Linked DNA regions of Mus musculus: all the other regions are linked to region 2. A link is a contact called in public Hi-C data. All regions are on one chromosome and are shown on one strand. The core of a region is the stretch at or near the end of the contact, and the rest is flanking DNA. Distances in the headings are between cores, read along the strand shown. Region 1 overlaps Sh3kbp1 (SH3-domain kinase binding protein 1). Region 2 overlaps Sh3kbp1 (SH3-domain kinase binding protein 1). Region 3 overlaps Sh3kbp1 (SH3-domain kinase binding protein 1).

What was found. Hi-C and Micro-C count contacts between places; a contact is called where the count stands out from the background.
Region 1: a contact with region 2 is called in a Hi-C map of embryonic fibroblasts, with 3 times the contacts expected there. The contact joins two enhancer-like sites. A contact is called at or near these places in 1 of 39 promoter capture datasets (embryonic stem cells), 19 of 484 Hi-C or Micro-C datasets (the 3T3-L1 cell line, 3T3-L1-derived adipocytes, the HL-1 cell line and 14 more) and 2 of 9 other capture datasets (macrophages and pancreatic islet).
Region 3: a contact with region 2 is called in a Hi-C map of the C2C12 cell line, with 3 times the contacts expected there. The contact joins two enhancer-like sites. A contact is called at or near these places in 1 of 15 datasets of contacts at CTCF or cohesin (the NIH/3T3 cell line), 2 of 484 Hi-C or Micro-C datasets (the C2C12 cell line and brown adipocytes) and 2 of 9 other capture datasets (adipose tissue and liver).

Annotation. Positions count from the first base shown.
Region 1 is chrX:159,741,585-159,746,108 of GRCm38.p6, reverse strand. All of the region lies in intron 2 of Sh3kbp1 (SH3-domain kinase binding protein 1), which reads right to left. Among named protein-coding and RNA genes, the nearest start is that of Sh3kbp1, 120 kb to the right of the region's middle. Within about 2 kb of position 1,863, at least 21 of the 459 cell types and tissues checked have an H3K27ac peak or open chromatin away from gene starts, as enhancers often do. A contact at or near this core is called in embryonic fibroblasts, where this site is marked.
Region 2 is chrX:159,952,847-159,957,549 of GRCm38.p6, reverse strand. All of the region lies in intron 13 of Sh3kbp1 (SH3-domain kinase binding protein 1), which reads right to left. Among named protein-coding and RNA genes, the nearest start is that of Map3k15, 33 kb to the left of the region's middle. Within about 2 kb of position 3,434, at least 33 of the 459 cell types and tissues checked have an H3K27ac peak or open chromatin away from gene starts, as enhancers often do. A contact at or near this core is called in the C2C12 cell line and embryonic fibroblasts, where this site is marked.
Region 3 is chrX:159,805,989-159,811,060 of GRCm38.p6, reverse strand. All of the region lies in intron 4 of Sh3kbp1 (SH3-domain kinase binding protein 1), which reads right to left. Among named protein-coding and RNA genes, the nearest start is that of Map3k15, 180 kb to the left of the region's middle. Within about 2 kb of position 1,955, at least 21 of the 459 cell types and tissues checked have an H3K27ac peak or open chromatin away from gene starts, as enhancers often do. A contact at or near this core is called in the C2C12 cell line, where this site is marked.

The DNA of each region.
Region 1 (4,524 bases), core at 614-3,113, 210 kb after region 2:
AGCCCTGGCTGGCTGAGAACTCAAAATAATCTGCTTGCCTCTGCCTCCCAAATGCTGGGATTAAAGATACACAATGCCATATGTGGACTAATGGGGAAAACTAGTACATTAAAATAAAACTGAAAATAAGCTTCGTTTTTTTCTGTGTCTTCTAAAGATGAGGGAATATGGCTGTAGTTATGAAGAATAAATTATGAGGGGCTAGGAAGATGGCTCAATTGATAAAAGTTTTAGCCATGCAAGCATGAAAACCTGAGTTTGACTTCCCTCCAACCATGTTTAAAAGCAAAGCACAGCAGTGTCTGTGTCTGTGTGTGTGTGTGTGTCTCTGTGTGTGTGTGTGTGTGTGTGTGTGTGTGTGTGTGTGTGTGTGTGTGTGTGCCTATAATGCTGATTGGTACTGGTTAGGCACAGGTAGGTGGATGCCAGGAGCTAAGTGCTCAGGCAATCTAGCCAACTGCTGACTTCCAAGTTTTGTGAGGCACCCTGTCTCAAAATACAAACTGGAGAATGAAAGAGAAAGACACTCACATCTTGACCTCTTGACCAGACATGCACTCACACACACATGCACTCACACACATGTACTTATGCATGTGTGCTCATGCACACACACACACACACACACACACACACCACACACCACACACACTGGAACAAACAAGAGCATACTATGAGCAACATACTGTTCTAAAAGCATACATGGAATAAAACACTTAATACTCACAACATCACTGAGAAGTGGGGCCATTATTGTCTGGCTTTGACAGATATAGAAGGTAAATTCCATGCAGACAAGGGGTTAGTTGGTGAAGGTGTCTTATAGCTGAGTCCCTGTGCTAGCAGTCACAAACCATGCTCTGCACACAGAACTCAACTGCTTCCTACATCAGCTCTCCTTTTGCTCCATAAGTAATTGAAACAGAAGAGACAAGGAAAATTGTAGTATCAACTTTGAGCAGCGACCAGCACAATGTGAGAGCCAATGAGTTGCCAGCCACTCCCAAGTAATTAAATTCTTGATTTTTTTTTTTACCAACATAAAAACACCTGTTTACTGTTTGGTGAAAGAATGTTTACACACATTCCCATCCAGGCTAGCTCAATCATCGAGAATACATTCTTTCGATCCTATAACAATGCCATTTCATGCTCATTTCCTGATTAAAGCTTTTAGACAGCTGGGCATTTTCAGTTCTCAGAGCTGTAGGGAGCCAGGCAAGTTTCCACCCAGTGACTCTAGGATCATTAATCTAAGGAAAGTATGTGCCAACGCAATACTGGGTTTTCCATTGTTTCAGTAGAGGAGGGGAGGAGTAGGTTAATCTAATTACCCTATGTGTGGTCAGTCACCCAACTTCACTTAACAAAAAGACCAAATGCCAAGCTGCACCTCCAACAGCAAACTCCTAAGAAATGAGGCATTCCTCACCAAAAGAATGCAAGGGATGCTTATAGTGCTTGAAAGCAAATGTAGTAACAATAAAAACAATTACCCTAACCTTACACACACACACACACACACACACACACACACACAGAGAGAGAGAGAGAGAGAGAGAGAGAGAGAAAGAGAGAGAGAGAGAGAGAAAGTCAGGACATTTTAAACATATGAAAGAGCTCAGAACACAACTATAAACCCCTGTCTCTCTCTATCTATCATATCTGTGCACATGTACACATCTACATGCACGCATATGCACAGGCAACAAGAATGGAAACGTTTTGTAGCAAACCATGGTTAACTGCAGCTGTAGCTGTCTGGAACTAGAAGTTGTCAGGAGCCAGACACAAATGGAGACCTAGAATTGGGCTCACTCTGCAGCCATGGCTGTGCACTTGGCACGAAGTTCGGCACTTGGAGCCTGCCACTGGTATTTCTCTCTCTGGTAAGGAGCAGCTGTGTGCAGAAAGGCAGCAGCCTGGAGTTGGCAGCTGACACTGGACTTTACGTTCTGGCTCACCATTGCTAATGTGGTAACCTCTGGGCCTTGATTTTCTTAGTTGCAGGGAGAGATGAAGGTATTTGTGAAGCCCAGTGAGACCATGAGAAAGAAGGCACAACAAGATGGAGAACCCCACTTAGGAACAGGGAGGTGGACTGCAATAGAGTTTTAACTAACTAGCATAGGATACTAGCACAGTTAGTCTTGTAAAGCTCTCAAAAATTGACTTCTGTGTGTCCTTTCTCTCTCTGTCTCTCTCTCTCTCTCGGTCTCTCTCTCTGTCTCTCTCTGCCTCTCTGTGTGTCTCTGTCTCTCTGTCTCTGTCTCTCTGTCTGTCTCTGTCTCTCTGTGTGTGTGTCTCTGTCTCTCTCTCTCTGTCTCCATGAAAGCAAGTAAATAAAGCAAGACAGAAAGAAGGATGCTAGACCCAAGACAGTCGATATAAGAGAGACGACAGGAGTTTCCTGGCTACCAAACAAGCAACACCTTAAAAAGCAGCACCAACAGACTAAGAAAGGAATAACAGCAGCCAATTCAGAATGCAGCAGAAGCTGGACGGGTCTCAATGTGTGTGCTATTTTTCCCTGAAGAGAGGAATCAGGAGATAGAGAAAAATTTCTGGATGAAGAGCACTTTCTTTTATTTTATTTTATAAAGCTGCCCAGTTCAACAAGGTATGGGAAAACCTAGATGACAGCAAATATGAGAGTGAGTTATTCTCTCTAGAGAAAGTTACAAGTTACATGAGAAAATTAATTACAGAATAGTCTTGCTTCCTAGTTGACATCGACACTACTACATTAAAAATAGTGAGGAAGAGTCTAGCAGAATCCAGGTTAGGAGAGTATACAGAAGATGGGAATTTAAAGAGGTGAACCAAATCTTCAGCTTCGTTAAAACTGCACAGATGATACTTGGCATCGGCAATGTAAGAGATAATAAGGAATATGTCTTACTCAGAAACACAGCAGCAGGTACCAGAAGCCACAGCTAGGACAGGAGAGTGGCCACCTCAGAGAAGGAAGATGGAAATCCAGAGAGGTGGGACAAGTTACTGCTGTCTTTCAGCATTCTATGATCTATGCACATGTTGATAAAAATCACTCAAGGAGTTAATAATCTTCAAGGTGTACTTGTTCCTGAAAGTAAACTATCAAGTAGTAAAGGACAGTATGGTGCAAAAGCAAAGCACCTATTCCCTGTGGGCTCCCACTTCTCTTCCCCTGGCAGGCATTAATGAATTGTGCACATAGAACATGTATTTGTATTTTTAGGAAGAATGGCAGAGAACTTTTTAATTTACTTTGATTTCATTATGTTGTGGTGGTGGTGGTGATGTCAGGGACTTAACTACGTAGCCCAGTCCGGACTCGAACTCATTACTGCATAGACCAGGATGGACTCAAACTCACAGAGCCCCACATGCCTTAGCCTCCTGAGTGTTAACATTAAAGACATTGAGCCAATACTCCTGGCCCTTGAGCTTTGGTTGTTAATGTCATTGTTCTGAGTTGGTTTTGAGACATGGCTTGGACTTGTTATCCTAGGCCTTCAAGCTTGCCATCCTTCTGCCTCTGCCTCCCAAGAGTAGAGGTTATAGTAATGTATCACCATGCCAGGGCTTTTGGTTTGTTTTTTGTTGTTGTTCTTGTTGTGTGTGTGTGTGTGTGTGTGTATGTATGTGTATGTGAGAGAGAGAGAGATGCATGTGATGTGTGTGTGAGAGAGAGAGAGAGAGAGATGCATGTGATGTGTGTGTTTATGTGAGTGTGTGTGTATGAGAGAGAGAGAGAGAGAGAGAGAGAGAGAGAGAGAGAGAGAATATTAGAACACACATTACCTTCCTTTAGTATCTACCACAAGTGGTGCTGATCATCGTGTCATATGCCTGTTGGCAATGTTTAGAGAACTATCTCTTTCTTTGAGATGGGATCTCAGGTAGGCCAGGCCTCAACATTGCTTTGTAGCCAAAGATGACCTTGAATTCCTTCCTAATCCTCCTATCGGAACCCCCAACTACTGAAATTACAGACGTATTCCACCACACCAGCTAGAGAACTATCTTTTAATTGGGTTTCGTTGTCGTTGTTGTTGTTGTTGTTGTTGCTGTTGCTGCTGCTGCTGCTGGTGGTGGTGGTGGTGGAGGAGGTGGCAGCAGCAGTGGTGGGGTAGCAGTGGTCTTAAGCTATATGAGTTCTTTACATATTCTGGATGTTAACATCTGTCAGGTTTTTTTCCCATGCCATGAGTCACCACCTCACTATGTTCATTGAGTCCTTTGATGTACAAAAGATTCTGATGAGCTCTAATTCAATCTTATCTTTTTATTTGTCTTGTCCACGTTTGTCTCTTTTAGAAGAACTACTATAATTACAATGCTTTATTATAATTATATATGTATAATGGTTTATTATAATTATAATGTTTATGATCCTTACTTTTAGTACATCTGCTAAGTCCTTTCTGCCATGCATATTCACATGTTCAGGGGATCTATATATGGGCATATTGGCAGACCATTCATTATTCAGCCTACAATGATTCTGATATTAAAATTAGAATAATAGTATATTCTCTC
Region 2 (4,703 bases), core at 2,185-4,684:
TATACCACATTTAAAAAAAACGTAAGCTATGGCCTCTGCACCACTGGGCCTCTCCGCAGCACTGAGCAGCACTGAACAGCACTGGCCTGTGCAACACTGGGATTCTTGGCAAGAAATATCACTCTGGACAACTGTTATTGAACAACTACTCTGTGCCACACAGAGTAAAAGTTGCTAAGATGACACCAGCAAATGTGCTTATATTGTAGTGATGGACAATCAGATAAACGGAAAGTCACATATGTCCTCATATGTCAGGAGGAAAGCCTCTGCCTTTACTTTGACAGTCAGTAAGTGATCATGGCAAAGGGTCCTGGTATTTTATAGCCTTCGGGGATTTCCAAACCAAGTGTGGAAATGAGAGGCTCGGAGGAATGAGCAGCGGGAAGGGACTGAGGACCATTATTGCCTCGATGAGAGCAACACCTTCAGGGATCATAAAGAGAGAACCAATCAGCAGAGCTTTGAGGCCACAGTCAGGAGCCCATCGGCATCTGGCACCTGAGAGGAGCTCATAAAAGGTCTTACTTCTCCAGCTGACTCAGCAGGGAACCAGTAGGATAAGGGAAGACACAGATGCGCACTGCTGGAACATATTTGTCCAGAGGTGGCTGACTGGCGCTTTTCCTTTAGATAATATTATGATTATCTTAACAGGTTCCTCTCTGGGCACTACCACAGGACTTAATGCTACAAAGTATGTGTTGTCTGAAATAGAAATTCCCTATTACACTGCTGGATTGATGTGGGGAAAAAAAAGCCATTATGTACATTAACATATCAAATCATCTTTTTAAAATCCGTTTTTCTCCAGAAACAAAAGTAATACACATTTCACACAGGTTTTTATATGAAAGCAAAAAGAAAGTCAATGATAATCTTACCACATTGAGACAACCAGTTAGTATTTCAGTATATTTTCCTCCAGGCTTTTTGAAAATAAGACATTATAACTCATGTTATCTATCATATTGTACTCTGCTTATTTCATTTAACCTTGGATGTCATGTCTCTAAACATTCTTCATACTTTATATAATCTTTGGTGGTGCTGCAATTTATCACCTATTCTATTTCCTACTGTTGGATAAATTGTCTTTAAATCCTTCCTCCTCCTATTTGTTGCTATTATAGAAAAACTCCACACAAACATCCCCAGTATGTGCTCCATGGGCAATGCTTTCAGCAGGTTAGCCAAGAAGATGCTGGGCTGCTCTGGAAAAAGGGAATGGGGCCTCAGACAGGGTAGTTTGCTGGTGGTGGGGGTGAGATCTGGCTGGGGAGGGCAGAAGGCACAATGAAGGACAGAGGAAGCCTCAGCGAGCAAAGCAAGGAAACAAAACAGAGGAGCACATGCTGAGTAGACAGCAAGGAGAGGGAATGGAAGAGAAGGCTGTTGAAAGGTCCAAGGAACAAGCCATTGCCAAGGACTGGGAGCTCCGGGGGGACTGAGCTGCCCAATGTATATCATCACCTTGTCCAGGAAACCAAAACAAGCTCTGGAGGCGAAACCTGAGCAGGGTGAAGTGATTAAAGATCAATTAAAGGCCAATTGACTCCAGTTCTCTGCTGGGTAGCTGGAGCTGATTCCTGTAGACAATTCTTTTATCAGAAGTGGGGAGCCAGGAGAAGAGGAGAGAGAGTTCACAGAAGGAGATAGAGAAAATGGGTAGGGAGAGCAAAAGAGAGTGTGGGGTGAGGGGGCAGACACAGATACACATGGAGGCCAAGAAGATGTTGCCTCCTACCTTATTTCTTGAGAGAGGGTCTCTCGCTAAACCTGGAGATCACAGATTGAGCTAGTCTGGCAGGCTAACTGAGGCTCCTGTTTCTACCTCCCATACTGCGCTGTTCTAGGGGATTCCCTGGGAGTACACAGTCTGCCAAGGCAAGTGTACGAAGTAAATGTCATCAGTAAAGTGGCTCCTCTAGCACCTGGTGAAGGAGTGTTAGCCTGACAAGCAAAAAGCTACAGAGATGTTGAAGCTCTTGCCAAAAGCATTCGGTTACAGGCTCAAATAGTTGACAGCAGATCAGACAGACACCCTTCGGGCTGGAAACAAGAGGTGGAGGGAGGTTCAGTGATGCAGCATGAAGAATGCAATAGGAGACGGGTGCTGGAACTATAAGCCGAAGATGGGCCACCTTGGGCTCACCATGGGATGGACATAGCATACAGATACAACTAAGTTCACACCAGGAAAAGGAGTCTATTTCTATTGCAGGTGCTTGAGGCCATGCTAGATAGTTCATGCTAAGAAACTACCTCATCCCTTCATAGACAGAGGGATTTGAGAGTCAATAGGCCCCTGCCCCAAGATTCCCACTCTGCCCGAATGCACCTCCTAGCCCACTGTATGGGATTCTGCCCTAATAACATATGACCTCCTATCTGGAAGAACTAGAGTATGTACAGAGCAAAAGATTAATCAAGGAGGGCTCCACCTACACAACTATAGAGGGTGAGATATTTTGGCAGCATGGCTTCTGTAGGATCATTCATGCTTCTAAAAGTAACCCCTCATCCATGCTGTATAAGGCCAACAAACCCATTGGCCCCCAAGTTGGATGCTATCAAGAATCATACTCCACTCTGCCTTTGGTGCCCTATCTGAGAGAGGGTACTTTTTTTCCCCCCATCTTTCCCAGGGATAAGTTCATATAACAGGCTCTGATGGTCTTAGAATGACTTGGAAACGTGGCGTCTACTGCCTCTGTTTGGACTGTGAGACACAGGAAAGCAGGACCTTGTCGTCAACGTTTACCTCATTCCTAGGGTGGGGGAGGGACACGCTTGGTATTCTGTTGCACTAAGAAGAAGCAAATGAATGAATTAACTATCTCAAGGAACACTCCTACTTGAGAGGTAGCTCCTAGTGGGCTGCAGCGTGGCAGCTGCAGGGCAGAAGGCAACATTGTGTGCCATGGCAGCAGTGAAGGAGCTTGGCCAGCTCCCTTAGCTCTATTGGCTGAGGTTTGTACTAAAAAGACCTAGGCATGCTGGAGCCTAGCCACGCACAGCAAGCATCTCCATGACAGATGGCCAAGAAGTCTGCCTCGTTTATGTCACTCATCAGTAAGAGGAGGGTCAGAGTCCCTCATGGAGAGCCACTTTTAGCCCTCTTAATGCACATTTCAGCCAAGTTTCATTTTCTACAGTTTTATCTTATAAAGAACATTCTTATGAATACTAATGGAACCAAACTACCACAAAGGAAGATATCCCAAAGATGAGGTTACTTGCTGCAAAGGGAACCTCAGGTTATCTTTGTGTCTTTCCACAGAGTGAAAACTGCCACATACTTCTGCTTTCTGATTGGGAAGGGGACACACTCTTTAATATTGTCACGTAAATTCTCAGCGGCCTAGGGTATGCTCCTCATGACTGTGGCCAGGGTAGATGTGATTAAGGAAAAATTTCCATGACTAACTCATTGTGGTGTGAAGAAAATGTCCCAATTTTCATGGCGGTTTTGAAGTGAATCAAGCTGAAACATGATATGTGCTTTCTCAGCCTAGCTGGGAAATTTTTCCTCCAAATGAAAAGGGTTTAAATGCACATAAGCTAGTCCAAAACGATTAAGCTGGCTAGCACTGAGGTTAGGGTTTTTTTTTTCCTTTCTTTTTAAGTTTCATAAGGGTAAGAGGCTCTTGGCTTTTGAGACAACTGGAAGAGGAACCCTCTGTGGACATCAGTGGGTGATTCATATTGGACACGATGGAGTCAGCTTGGCAAGGGCTGAGCCTTTTTGTGGCACCAGGAACTGCCCATTTTCCATGAACTTCAGTCATGCCCTATTTAGCTCAATTAGAACATGGAGCCTCATATTCCATGGATGAGAGGAATGGTCCCAGTGACCACAGGTGACCTAAAAGCACAGCCACTGGAAAACAGGGAAAATAGCCAAAAGTTGGAGACAGGTCAGCTGTTACTAACCGAGCTGTGCAGCCCATACATGGGCTCTGTTTATTCACTACTGCGGCTGCTCAAGTTGCTCCCCACTTGACAATGGGAGTCTGCTAAGGTTTAAAGTGCCATCTCTTGGTATCTTTAGAAGCCAACCTATCTGCATATCCCTCACTTACCATTAAAGGCCGCTGGAACTCTGGCCTGGAATCCTGGTAAATGCATTTTTCACTTTAAGTCCTCTGCCATTCCACATGTTGCCACCAGAGAAAAATGTGCAAAGGGCCTGAGATTATCTGCCTGGCTCCTTCCTTATGTGTTGTAGAGGCTCAATACCAATGACTTGGTCCCTTTTTAATTGGTCAGACTGTGCCTCAAGGCCTGGATTAGCTGCTCTCTCCCACTTATACATGACTCCCTTCTCAGTATTTAGCACCCTGAATTGACTTTTGTGCCTTTTATCTGTTTTCCCAGGCCTCACATCATTCCTGGCTTGTGAATGAGCGTTCAATAAATGGTTGTTTAACTGTTTGACAAACAACCTTGATAGCTATGCTTTCTAGAGAGAGAAGGGAAGGGTAGAGGAAAGACAGAAAGGAAGAAAGAAAGGGAGGAGGAAGGGGAGGGGACAGGGAAGGAGAATAACAATGCATTATTTGGGCCTTCAGCTTCACGGGGTTATTCTTCCATAATGTGAGGGAGAGGTTATGTGATTATACCACACAGATGGAATTTTGTTTTTAGATGCTATTAATGAAGGTATAGGATTTGAGGACAGGGACCTAAGAACAAGGCTG
Region 3 (5,072 bases), core at 706-3,205, 150 kb after region 2:
GGCTTCACAGGAGTCACATATCAGATAGCCTGCATATCAGATATTTATATTACAATTCATAACGGTAGCAAAAATTAAAATTATGAAGTAGCAATAAAATAATTTTATGGCAAGGGGTCACCATAGCACAAGGAACTATAATAAAGAGCCGCAGCATTAGGAGGGTGGAGACGCACTGTTATAGGGCTTCTGGAGGCAGCCTTCAGCAGAGCACCATGGTCTCCCCCTTCCCAGAAGTCACAACTATTCTGCAGATTTCCCGATTCCTAAAGAACTCTGATAAGGCCTTACCATCATTCTAACTTGGAACTATGAACAAAAAGGAAACTGAACGAGTAAGATAAGCTTTCTGATGAACCAAGAGGGTGCACGTTTTATCTGTGGTGACTCCTGTGCCTTAGCAAAAGCCCAGGGAAGAAAGCTTTCAATGATGTCTCCTTGAAAGTTCAAGCATAGGCATCCTGTGGCTTTTCTCTGTTCCTGGGTGGCATCTTCTTCCCCCTCCACAAGGAGCTCTAGCTTTCACTTCCTTGTTCCTTTGTTAATTCCATCATCTGCCACTCTCTTATAGTCTTAGGTTCTTGTAGGAATCTCCATGACCAAACTGAGCCTGTTTCAGCGTGTACATTCTGTTCAATGAATCTCTGTGTATCTATAAGTAGTTTCGTTTATGATATAAGCATTTAAATATTTAAGAAATTTCATAGTTATTCAAATCTAGCACAAATACTTTCTTTTAGATAGTTGTAGCCTGTTCCACATGCTGAGGCTTCAAATATAACTGTTTTCTTTTCTACACTTTTTGTTATTTGACCTAGGGTCTCACACAGGCTAGGACTGCCTCAAACTTACTGTCGTAGCTAAGAATGACCTTGAACAACTGATCCTTCTACCTTTATCAACCAAGTGCTGGGGCTCTAGACATGCATTATGGCACCCAGTTTACCTTCCCTTCTAAACATAGAATCCCTCACCATAGTATGGATGCTTCAGTACCTGTACATACACTAGGAAAACAGATGTGTTCACCACTATATTAAACAGAGGACAATTGTAGAGCAGCCTGAACTTGCTAGATGATCAAATTCCAATACTAAGATTTTTTTTATTAGCATGTCTTTTAAAATACAAAACAAGAGAAGAACCTTGCTTCTAAAGTAATGCAGTCTTAATGGGAGAAAATGAATGCATGCTTGGATCGCCCGCTAGCTGATCAGCTTTTAAACGGATGCCAGCAATTTTTAGTGTATGTGCTGTGAAAGAGATCACTGAACTTGGCTTCTCTTGAGCAAGAGTGAAAGGCGGAGGATGCGCCCATCCACCCACACAGAGGTTTGTCTGCCTGGGTGAAAGCTTTAAAGCATTTCAAGAGCCTCCTTAACCGGAGATGAGTGGATCCAATCTCCTTCTATGGGCATATGAAGAAGAATGCAGACAGTTTTTGAACATGCAAGTTCTCATCTTTGCAAACCACAAAGCCAGGTCAGGCTTTAACTCAGAATCTACATTCCCTCAGTCACCAGCCAGTCTGACTGGGAACCACTGAGAAATGCCTCTAAAATTAATCACAAAAAAAACCGACATAAAACAAAAAAATTTCAGAACATTACTCAAGTTACCACTTTGAGAGATTTGTTGAGACCAGCCTCAGTCGATACAGGAAAAAAAACAAAACAAACAAAAAAGCAAAAAAAGCAAAAAACAAAAAAACAAAACAAAAAACCCAACTCCTTCCTTAGATTCCAGATAACACAGGGAAAAAACAAACAAACACAAAACCAAACTAAAACAGAAGCAGTCGTTAAAAAGAAAAAGGGAAAATTCCAGAGGAACCCAGGTTTTGCCCCTGTAAATTTGTCCCCACAGCTTGCTTGTTCAACTGCACTGAGAGCCCCACTAGCATTTCTGTCTTCTGCACTCTGAACCAAAATGACCCACGTGTATATTCATGACTCATTTAAAAATCACAATCTGTAGGGGTAAGGGGGAATGTCAATCAATCTAGGAATTTAGAGCTTGCCACTCTCTTTCCAAGTTGACAGCTTGGTTCCTTTAAATTTACCATGATGGCTTTTCTATATAGCCAAACTGAGGATGCCCCAGCCAGGAGGCAGAAGGGGGGTGGGAGGCTCCTTAGCACAGCCTTCACTTTGTCCACTCCAGGACTATCCCTTGCTCTCTTCCATCACCAAGGCTGAGGGCTGCAGGCTGGTAGTTAATTTCTGGCAAGCAAGTACCTGTTATTTCTCCTACAGGGGCCCAAAGTTATTTCTTTCTAAACCTTTTAGGCCTGCCAAGGGTATTGCTGGGTTAGATAGTGCAAAAACCTGGGTGTGTGAAGACAAAGTTAGTGCTGAGAAAGAATAAAGGTAACAAATTGAAGGTTAAAAGAAAAACAGCTGCCAAGTTAGGGAGCAAAAAACCTGAGGCTGGGGAGCTATGGATCATCAGAAGGACAATATACTTCCATTGCTTCATTTTCATTGCTACTGACACACTTTAAAGAAATCAGTGCAGGTCATAGACAATACACCGTGGATGCACAAAACAAGGAGCTCAAACCAGCAACCCATACTTACAGAAAAGACCTTGGCCACACTCATACACATACATACATACATACATACATACATACATACAATAAATATTAGATATAGGCCTGACTCTGTATTAAAACATTGTATTGAACATAAACATAGATTGTGATATTTTAAGTTAATATTAGATATTAAGATACACATATATCATTTTAAAAATTCTGTGACTCAATTGTTTTCTAAAAAGCAGCCCACATGATCAAGATCCTCAGAGCTGTCTGTCAAGGACCCCCCCAAAAAAAATAGGTGTGAATTGTCATTATATAACTCAACACTGTCAATCAATCAATCAATCAATCAATCAAGATATAATTATAATATGTACATGCACAATATGTTATACTTTTAAATATTACTTTTATTTATCTATGTGTATGGATGTGCTTAGTCTTCACATATAGCTATGCATGCTTAGCATCCTTGGAGGCCAGAAGAGGGAACTGGATCCTCTGGGACAGCAGTTATGGATGGTTGTAGGACATCACGTGGGTACTGGCAATTGAACCCAGGTCCTCTGGAAGAGCAACCAGGGCTCTTAACTGCTGAGCCATCTCTCCAGCCCTAAGATGTTATACATTCATTAACAGATTGGTTGACTCAACAGTATCACAAGACTTTTATTGTTTTCTTACCTTCATCTGTATCTATGACTTAAAGGGTTTTGTTTACTCGGAACACTTTTCATTTCAGTCTAGTATAGTAGAATCATAGAAGGTATGCCTATAAGCCTATATATAACATTCATTATTAGAGAAAAGGGTAGAACATTATATACTGATAATGGTAAAAAAGAAATCTATGAGATCTCAAATCAACTAAAAAATAGAGAAGTTTTGATATGATTTTGAAAAAAATGTATTAAAAGCTAGCCTTCAGACTCTATGCTTCCCCCGCCCCTTTTCCTGATGAAGAGATCAGCACATGCAGTCTAGAATCCAACTGCAAATGAGCAGAAAAGTACTGCATGTGGGGTCAGTGGCTTGTGTCCCATCACAAGTGCAGCAATTGTTCCCTTGCAGTGGTTCCTTTCCTCACAGCTGACAGGCAAAAGTGTTCAGCATTTCTCAAGAAATGTATTGGTCATGTGTCTTGTTCTTGATTTGTTTTCTTTTTTTTTTTTTTAATTATTGTTGTCTTCAGACACTCCAGAAGAGGGTATCAGATTTCACTATTGATGGTTATGAGCCACCATGTGGTTGCTGGGATTTGAACTCAGGACCTCTGGAAGAGCAGTTAGTGCTCTTAACAGGAGCCATCTCCCCAGCCTTTGATTTGTGTTCTTAAAGTATTGTTATGACAGTAAAGGAAAACCATTGTCTATGACAAGGCCATTTTCAATTCTTGCTCCCTTTCAATCCTGGATCACATGAATATAGATCTATTTCACATGATTACATCCTCGTGTCGGCAATTTTGTGTTCTGATCTGTTCATTTATTTTGCAAAACAAAAGCAAACCCCTATTTTATAGTTCTACTTATTCACGTACTTATTTAGCAAGCATTTTTGAAGGTACATATTAGGATTCAAGCACTATTCCAGGTACCTCAAATATAAAAACACATAAAAGCAGAGTCTTTGCATTTTAAAAAACTCTCTGCTTAGAGAAAGATAGCCAGTATTTATAGTGCAAAACATCATAATAAATACATATTTAAAGGCCTCTGTGTGAACCATTTTAATGGCTTCATGTCTTCTAGGTAAATAATACAACTTAATTCTTTTCCTTGTTTATTTTTCATTATTACAAACACTGCTACAATTAACACAGTCCCTATATGCATTTTTGTTAACCATTTTCAGCAGATAAATTCTTAGGGATGAGATATTTTAGTTATTGACATACCTTCATATAAATATCATATAGCTATACAAATTCACCACTTATACTAGGCACTGACAACAGTCCAACCAGTAAATATTCTTTTAGTGGGCTGAAATCTACTAATCACTATCTTAATTTACACTTTAATAAATAGTAGGGTGGGATATTTTCATATATTTAAAATTTTTCTCCATGGCAAGACATGGTAATACATACCTGTAATCCAACATTCTAAGGCAGTTTCAGGCAGGAGGAATCTAAGCACAAAGGATTCATTGAGCTACCAAGAGAATCCTTGGCTCAGAACAATAAAAATTTTTAAAAGGGACTATTTTTCCTTATGGGATTTGTGATTATGGAAAATTCCTGTGTCATTTGGTATTGGTCTAACAGCTTCATAATATTTTTGTTCATTTTTGCTTTTTGAGATAGGTCTTACTATATTGTTCTGGCTGGCCTGGAACTTTCTACATAGACCAGGCTGGCCTGGAACTCAGAGAAATCTGCCTGCCTCTACTTGTAGAGTACTGGGATTAAAAACATGTATCACCTTGCCTGGCACCTTAATATATTTTTTATATATTACATTTATAACATTTTATAACAATACAGTTTCCCTGTGTGTTGTTCTCTTTCTTTGTTTAATTACCT